Linked DNA regions of Salmo salar: region 1 is linked to region 2. A link is a contact called in public Hi-C data. All regions are on one chromosome and are shown on one strand. Each heading gives the region's core, a stretch centred on a gene start, on an enhancer-like site or on the middle of the called end of the contact. The rest is flanking DNA. Distances are from core to core; before and after follow the strand shown. Region 1 holds the start of eif2b5 (eukaryotic translation initiation factor 2B, subunit 5 epsilon). Region 2 holds the start of LOC106569799 (WD repeat-containing protein 48).

Region 1 (4,536 bases), core at 1,800-4,299, 530 kb after region 2:
CATTGAAAATAAGAATTTGTTCTTAACTGACCTGCCGAGTTAAATAAAGGTAAATATAAAATACTTTTATTTTAAAGGCAAACCGCAAAGTCCACTATTGTGGCTAATCAACATTGTGGCTAGCTTCACACAGTTGGGTCCGACCACCATTAATCAATTAAGAACTGTGTTATAAATTAGGGTTATTTTAGATGATGACACCTAGCTATATAGTTAGCTGAAACAGATGTCGTTTTGCTGTTTTTACGGAAGAACCTTGTTTGCATCCCTCAGCTAGCTAGCTTTTTTTATGACCAGCACTGTAACTGCGCGAGATAACTTTACCAGCATCATAGCATACGTATCGCTGAATCGTTGTGACATTAAATACGAGTGATAGTGTAATCAATGTGTAATAACTACGTAAAAAAAATGTATGTGGAGTGCAGTCATATTCAGGTCCTGATTGGTCAACAAGCTTATTTGACACGTCAAATGTATCTTTTTTGACTCACAAAGACCCAAACGACATTTCATAGGTATATGTAGCTCTCCAGGATGAGGTTTAGCCAACTCATGAGGATTGGCCACTCAAACCCTCCTCCTGGAGAGATGCTGGGTGTGCTGGCTTTTCCTCCAGCCCTGTTGTCTAAGGTCAAGGGTCAAAGGTGACTGACCGGTGCTCCTGTAGGGCCTGGCTGACGTCGATGTTGGATACGACGTCTCCGTAGACCAGGATGAAGTCGTTCCTCACCAGATTCTTGGCGTCCACATCCCGCAGCACGTCGCCGAGGGAACGGTACAGATCAGAGGTGATGATGTGGACCACGTTTGGAGAGGTGGGACGACACCACTTGGACTTACTGTTGGGAGGATGAGGAAACATTTATATTGAGAAAACCCTGTGTGTGTTTGGGCCCTAAATAGTGTCTATGACTAGTTTTTCCTGGTCAGAGTGTGTGTGTGTGTTCTTACAGCAGGTGGTCCTTGATCTTATTGGACATCCAGCAGCAGAAGACGAATGTCTCCTGAACACCAGTGGATGTTAGGAACTCCAGGGTGTAGTCTATCATGGCCACATTGCCCAACGGTAGGAGAGCCTGGATGGTACAAAACACAGCAGAGATGTGATGAGCGCAACAATGACCATCAGGTTTGGAGTCTCACATATAAAAGCATTAGGATGGTGTCGGGAAATCTGAAGTTCTGAGTGACGCTGGCTAGCACTCACGTGATATTTGGATTCCAAGATTAGACTGATGACCAGAATGATGGCAACTTTATTTTAATTTTCTTTAACTAGGCAAGTCAGTTAAGAACCAAATTCTTATTTACAACGACGGCCTACCAAAAGGCAAAAGGCCTCCTGCGGGGACAGGGGCCTGGGATTAAAAATAAATAATGAATACAATATAAATATAGGACAAAACACACATCACAACAAGAGAGACAACACAACACTACATAAAGAGAGACCTAAGACAACAACATAGCAAGGCAGCTACACATGACAACACAGCATTGTAGCAACACAACATAACAACAATATGGTAGCAGCACAAAACATGGTACAAACATTATTGGGCCCAGACAACAGCACAAAGGGCAAGAAGGTAGAGACAACAATACATCACACAAAGCAGCCACAACTGTCAGTAAGAGTGTCCATGATTGAGTCTTTGAAGGAAGAGATGGAGATAAAACTGTCCAGTTTGAGTGTTTGTTGCAGCTCGTTCCAGTCGCTAGCTGCAGCGAACTGAAAAGAGGAGAGTCCCAGGGATGTGTGTGCTTTGGGGACCTTTAACAGAATGCGACTGGCAGAATGGGTGTTGTATGCGGAGGATGAGGGCTGCTGTAGATATCTTAGATAGGGGGGAGTGAGGCCTAAGAGGGTTTTATAAATAAGCATCAACCAGTGGGTCTTGCGACGATTATACAGAGATGACCAGTTTACAGAAGAGTAGAGAGTGCAGTGATGTGTCCTATTGGAGCATTGGTGGCAAATCTGATGGCCAAATGGTAAAGAACATCTAGCTGCTCGAGAGCACCCTTACCTGCCAATCAATAAATTATGTCTCCGTAATCTAGCATGGGTAGGATGGTCATCTGAATCAGGGTTATTTTGGCAGCTGGGGTGAAAGAGGAGCGATTACGATAGAGGAAACCAAGTCTAGATTTAACTTCAGCCTGAAGCTTTAATATGTGCTGAGAGAAGGACAGTACACCGTACTTGTGTGAGGTGACTACCTCAAGCTCTAAACCCTCAGAGGTAGTAATAACACCTGTGGGAAGAGGGGCATTCTTCTTACCAAACCACATGACCTTTGTTTTGGAGGTGTTCAGAACAAGGTTAAGGGTAGAGAAAGCTTGTTGGACAAGTTAAAAACATATATATATATATATATTTTTTTACCAATGTCCATTTACTAGCAGGATTAATAAATGAACATTGTTGTTGTGCTTTTGTCACGATTAGTCTAGCAGCTACATGGATCTGATGGTGTCCCACTTAAAGAGATGATCATTTATCATGCCATCTGGAACAGTGATACAATTGCTGGTTCGCTACCTAACTAAACTACAGACGAGATCTGTTGACATGTGTCTCCCACAGATTTTCTACCACGAATATTACTAACTAGTTAGGAGGAAAACACATTGGCCATAATTGTTATGAAATGTTGCATTTCAAGAACACGAGGTTGCTTGCAAGAACGGTAGCTAGCTAGCTATGCTAGCGCTGTCATCCATTGACAATAACATGCATGCACTTAGCCCTAGATCATGACTCTCAGTTCCATCTGCCACCTAGAGTTTTCGAGCGCTAGCATGCACTATTAAGCCATGGCACCATCGCATACCCTGGGTTGGTCTTTGGAGATGGGGAAGAACCTCCGGTTGAAGCTATCGGCGACTAGCACAGCTTGAAGCGGCTGCTCCTCTTCCTCCTGTTCACTGGTGACATTACCTTTCTTCTGTTTTCCTCCTCTGCTAGACATGGTGTTTGTCTGAGAACTAGGTAGCTAGTTAACGTTACTAGCAAAATTTCAACAACCTTTCGTCAGATAGTAACAACCACAGATAGAACAATGAGCCAGATGTTGCACCGGATGTATAAATCTGAAGCATCCGGTTGGCATTTCCACTCACCACCAAATATGGTGATGAGAGGAAGCCCAGTGGCCGAAGATGAAGTGAGATGGATTTTGAACGACATTCTGCTAATTTTTTCATTGATGAAACATTTGATCTTAATACAGTTATTATCATTTTTTTAATTTAACTAGGCAAGTCAGTTAAGAACAAATTCTTATTTACAATGATGGCCTACCGGGGAACAGTGAGTTAACTGCCTTATTCTGGGGCAGAACAACAGATTTCTACCTTATTAGCTTGGGGATTTGATCCAGCAACCTTTTGGTTACTGGCCCAATGCTCTAACCACTAGGCTACCTGCCCCAAACTAAAATATAAAACCTCTTCTCCCAACTAAAATCTATATGTTTCTAGGCGTTCCCTAACGGAAATATGCAAATACCTGCTTGAACGTGCAAATAAGATCTCGCTAGATCGTGCTTGGTTCGCCCACCTTCTTGCTTGTTCTGTCCACTATGATTAAGGTTGTGGTCTATCTTGAGTTAGTTATACAAATCTTTGGTACAACTACGGTGTCTGCGTTGGGACCGGTCATCTTATTTGGTGGGATTTATCAGCGGTTGGCATCCAACGTTAATGGTGCATTACCGCCACCTACTGTACTGGGGTGTGGACTATGAGATTGAGAACTCTTGTTCTTCTTCCAGACCCTTATAAAACCGGTCTTAAAGGAAATGCAACATCGCCTGAAGGTTATCTTAACAACTCAATTAAACTTGGCTCCTCAATACCATTATTTCTTAAACCTCCCATACTGCTGGCACTGAAATAGGATGTGTTCCACAGTTCGTATCTCATCCTGGCAGTGATCACACTTCCAGTAGAGAAAAATGTTTATATATATTTTTTTTAAGTACTTAAATATGCATGTTTTAAAACAGTGCCCAACAGTTTACCAAACTTGTGCGATTTAAAAGAATGAAAGTATAGGAAACATTACTTTTTTCACCACGACCGGAGATCAAAGGTTTTACCCCCTTCTTTTTTTTTTAACCCCTTATCTAATGTTGTTGTTTTTTACCACTACATCAATGCACACTTTCCAGTTGGATGTTTATCCTACTACTGTATTTTCAAAGTGCTGTTGAGCCTTGTTAGTCCCAGTATCAGCCTTGTGATTACTCTTTCCTCCCTTCTCCTGGATATTGGGGTGGCAGGTAGCCTAGCGGTTAGAGCATTGGGCTAGTAACTGAAAAGTTGCTGGATCAAATCCCTGAGCTGACAAGGTAGAAATCTGTCATTTTGAACAAGGCAGTTAACCCACTGTTCCTAGGCAGTCATTGTAAATAAGAATTTGTTCTTAACTGACTTGTCTAGTTAAATAAAGATAATAATACAATTATACAGCCGTCGTCCCTTTACCGCACTGTTCCAGCAACTCTTGCCGTTTTTTTAACCACT
Region 2 (4,612 bases), core at 465-2,964:
AAGTTCTCGGAGCCCGAGGCTTGAACTGAGGGTCAGGATAAAGATGAGTCTGTGACAGTAGGAGTGGCATTTTTGTTAAAAGTGGACCCTTGCCATTCAGCTGATCCATTTGTGGTTTCAGGGTGGGTGAAAACAGAGTTGGGTGCCGTGGAATGGGTGAGGTAACCAGAGGTGGTCTTGTGATAATTGTTTGTGTTTCTACTAGTCAGAGGGAATAGGTGTTCTGCGTTAAAAGAATAGAGACAGGAGAGGTGAATTGTTTTGCTTTCAAGGAAAGGGAGCCATTGAGAGGAGTGATTACTGGTAAATGTGAAAGTTTACCAACTGAAAGAGAAGATTTCCGGTGTTTGTGATGCTCGTCATTTGGTGCAACACAGACAGGGTGGCGAGAGTGGTGAAACAGAAGAGTCATTTTCTGTCCTTTTAAGTTTTGATGTTGAGTCTTTGCCCGACAAAGTGATGTTAGGATATATAAGTTATCCCATATGAGCTTTTGTTCCGAATACATTACGTTGTTACAGGTGTCAAGCTTTTGGGCATGTGGCAGCAGTGTGTAGGAGGGAGGTTCCTAGGTGTGAGAAGTGTGCAGAAGGGCATGAGACAAAGGAATGTGTAGCATTGGGGAAAGTAGTGGTATGTGTTAATTGTAGGGGTGCCCATGGGGCTGGGGATCAGAAATGTCCCATGTGAGAGAGGCAGGTTGGGGTTTCCAGGGTTAGAGTAGTGCAGAAGTTCTCATATGCTGAGGCAGTGAAGAAAGTAGAGGAAGATGGGTCAAGGGGGAGGGATCCTGAGAGGAGTGGTGTGACTAGAAGATCTGTAGCAGTACAGAGGGATAAACCACGAGTGATATATGTTTCAGAAAGATAGGATTTTTTTTTTAGCATTTAAAGCAATGGTTATCAACTGTACTGCAGGGATGGAACGTAAGCCACAGAAAAATGAGGTGGTGGTGGCAGCTGCATAGAGGTTTTTGGGTGTGCGAGACTTGACGTCAGAAGAGTTACAGGGTGTGTTAAGTTGTGTTGTCCCATCCTTTCAGTCCTGAGGTAGGACTAAATAGATTTAAATAGTGGAGTAGGGTGGTGGGTTTTTAGTGAGTGTAGAGTTAGATGGTAGGGTATTTGTTTATTATTATTTTCGCGCAAAGTATAAGGGTGTTATACTCCAGTCTAGTAGGTGGCTAATGCAACATTTATTGGATGCCAACCGCCGTTAGACCTCATCGACGAAGAAGAACGTGTAGCAAAGATTTTTATAACTAATCCAAGATAGATCACTGCTTGTCGTTTCCGATAGAAACAAATGAGTCATAGTGGGCAGAACAAGCAAAGGAGGTGGGCAGAGTCTAGCACAAGCTACCAAGATCCTATTGGCACGTTCTAGAAAATATTTGCATGTTTCAGTTGGTCAACGCCTACTCTGTGAAGTGCCCGTGTGCACTACCTAAATTCACCTTTGCACTCCTAAACAATGCTATGTTTTAAAACTTTGGCAAAGTCTACAAAACTTTGTCCACTCTGTTCATAAAATATTCTAGTTTTAAATACATAAAACTTTATTGAGATCAAATTATTCATCGATGAGAAAATGTGCATAATGTCGGTCAAAATCCATCTCGTTCCATCTTCTCCCACTGCCGGCCATAGTTACTTGTGATTGGAAACGCCAAGCGGATGCTTCACATTTTTACATCCGTTAAAATATCAGTGTCATTATTCTATCTGTGCATGGTGTTTCTTCTCGGATGTGACGTGTGAGGGTTGACTGTCAACATGTAAGATGGCGGCCCACCACAGACAGAATGCCGCTGGGCGAAGGAAAGTACAGGTCAATTGATATTTCTGTAATACAACTCTGTATACATGAAAATGCACACTATTCCAAATAGTGTGACAATGTGCACCACTAATCTTGGAAAGACGATGCAAATTGCAATCCAAGAATGCGTATCTCGTTACTGTTGACTCATCTCAAGCTAGTTAACGTACATGCTAGTTAGCTAACATGCTAAACACACGATTTGAAGCATGATTTGCTCGAACAAAGTAACATAATGAACTTGAGTTGTGCGACAATTTTATGTAATCATTGTTGCATTTCTTGGGGTATGTGTAAATTGTCATTGAATTGATAATTGCGATTCTAACATGTTAGCTGGCTCCCAAGTGGCGCAGTGGTCTACGGCACTGCATCTCAGCTAGAGGCGTCACTACAGACAACCTAGTTCGAATCCAGACTATCACAACCGGCCGTGATTGGGAGTCCCATAGGGCGGCGCACAATTGGCCCAGCGTCGTCTGAGTTTGGCCGGTGTAGGCCATCATTGTAAATAAAATTGTGTTCTTAACTGACTTGCCTAACAAAATAAAGGTAATTAAAAAAGCTGTGTTAGCTAGCTAACGTTAGCTAGGATCTTGAAACGTTAGCCTGTAGCTTACAAGCTAGCTAATGATGCGGACTGATCCTCGATGAACTAGCTGGATAAGTTGATGTAATGCATAAGTGAATGTAATGTAGTCATGGAGCCTCAGCCAACTTATAAACACACTGTATATAGATGTTTCTATTGTGTTATTGACTGTACGTTTGTTTATGTGTAACTCTTTGTGGTTGTTTGTGTCGCACTGCTTTGCTTTATCTTGCCCAGGTCGCAGTTGAAAATGAGAAACTTGTTCTCAACTGGCCTACCTGGTTAAATAAAGGTCAAATTAAAAACTTTTGGCCAAAGCGTTAGTCACGCATGCGCCAATGCTATAGCAGGGGTGTGTTCAGGCTATTATTGAACCTCCAACATTATTTGCAGGTATCTTATGTGATAAGAGACGAGGTGGAGAAGTACAATCGCAATGGGGTGAATGCTCTTCAGCTGGACCCTGCACTGAACCGGCTCTTCACGGCTGGAAGAGACTCTATCATCAGGATATGGAGTGTCAACCAGCACAAGGTACTGTATTGTGTCCCAGTCATCCTTTGATAAATCCTAATATTAGCATATCCCCATCCTAACTCTTTGTGAGCTGGTTTCCTGAAAAATCTCCATCGAATGTGTTTTAAGACCACGATTAGGCTTAATCTGTGTTTGGGAAACCAGCCATGTCACCACTTATGTTTAGTGAATGTTATTTTACCATAGCAGGACTCTTACATCGCTTCCATGGAGCACCATACAGACTGGGTCAATGACATCGTCCTCTGTTGCAATGGAAAGACATGTGAGTATTGTTATGTTCCCCAGCAAGAAACCAAAAATTGTCACTCAAACAGAAGGGGGAACTAACACACTAACAACCAAAACAGGTGGGGTTCTAAGTAAATAGGTAGCCTGCATGAGCGAGCAGGAGCCTATCTCCTGTTTCTGTAGAGTGAACCAGAACAGCTCATAGGAGCAGAAGCCTATCTCCTGTTTCTGTAGAGTGAACCAGAACAGCTCATAGGAGCAGAAGCCTATCTCCTGTTTCTGTAGAGTGAACCAGAACAGCTCATAGGAGCAGAAGCCTATCTCCTGTTTCTGTAGAGTGAACCAGAACAGCTCATAGGAGCAGAAGCCTATCTCCTGTTTCTGTAGAGTGAACCAGAACAGCTCATAGGAGCAGAAGCCTATCTCCTGTTTCTGTAGAGTGAACCAGAACAGCTCATAGGAGCAGAAGCCTATCTCCTGTTTCTGTAGCGTGAAGCAGCTTAATGTACAAGTACACCCCCTGAACAGGACGCTAGTCTTTCGCAGGGCCTTACCCCCCCATCTATCTTACCCCCCCATCTATCTCCTTAATGCTGAGTGCCAAACAGAGACGCATCAAATCAAACTTTATTAGTCACATGCACCGAATACAAAAAGTGTAGACTTTACCGTGAAATGCTTACTTACAAGCCCTTAACCAACAGTGCAGTTCAAGAAGATTTAAGAAAATATTTACCAAGTATACTAAAATAATAATAACGAGGTTATATACAGGGGGCACCGGTACCGAGTCAGTGTGTGGGGGTACAGATTAGTTGAGGTAATTTGTACATGTAGGTGGGGGTGAAGTGACTATGCGTAGATAATAAACAGCGAGTAGCAGTAGTGTACAAAAGGGAGGGGTCAATGTAAATTGTCCGGTGGCGATTTTATTAATTGTTCAGCAGTCTTATGGCTTGGGGGTAGAAGCTGTTGAGGAGCCTTTTGGTCCTAGACTTGGTCCCAATTTTACGGTCTTTGGTATGCCTCAGCCAGGGATTGAACTCCCAACCTTCCGATTTCTGGGCGGACACTAACCACAAGGCCACTGACTTGGTCGGGGTTATGAAGACACTCGTGGTGACTACTGAAAGTTGCCTAGCAACAACAACTGGGACCTAATACACCCATCATGAGCCCACTAAATTTGCCAAAGAGGCAAATAAAATAAAAACCTACCCCAAACTTAAAGACAGGAAGAAAACCAAAAGGTGGAGCAAAATGAAACCAGTTAAGATCAGATAAAATAACGTTTTTTAATAAAATAAAAAAATCGAATATGGAGCGCAAACTAAAGGTGCTAACCCTTCACATCTCTTAAGAGCACCGGAGCACTGGGCCAGCCACTCTTAAATATCACATACTGACTAACGAGGTGGCACCAATCGGTGT

What was found. Hi-C and Micro-C count contacts between places; a contact is called where the count stands out from the background.
Region 1: a contact with region 2 is called in a Hi-C map of gill, with 3 times the contacts expected there. The contact joins the promoter of eif2b5 here to the promoter of LOC106569799 in region 2. A contact is called at or near these places in 3 of 3 Hi-C or Micro-C datasets (blood, gill and muscle).

What each region holds. Positions count from the first base shown.
Region 1 is chrssa14:46,907,493-46,912,028 of Ssal_v3.1, forward strand. eif2b5 (eukaryotic translation initiation factor 2B, subunit 5 epsilon) reads right to left here and starts at 3,050. Exons shown (of 16, transcript NM_001165302.1): 1 at 2,841-3,050; 2 at 955-1,079; 3 at 657-842. The coding sequence starts at 2,978.
Region 2 is chrssa14:46,378,100-46,382,711 of Ssal_v3.1, forward strand. LOC106569799 (WD repeat-containing protein 48) reads left to right here and starts at 1,715. Exons shown (of 18, transcript XM_014141421.2): 1 at 1,715-1,830; 2 at 2,807-2,947; 3 at 3,137-3,215. The coding sequence starts at 1,783.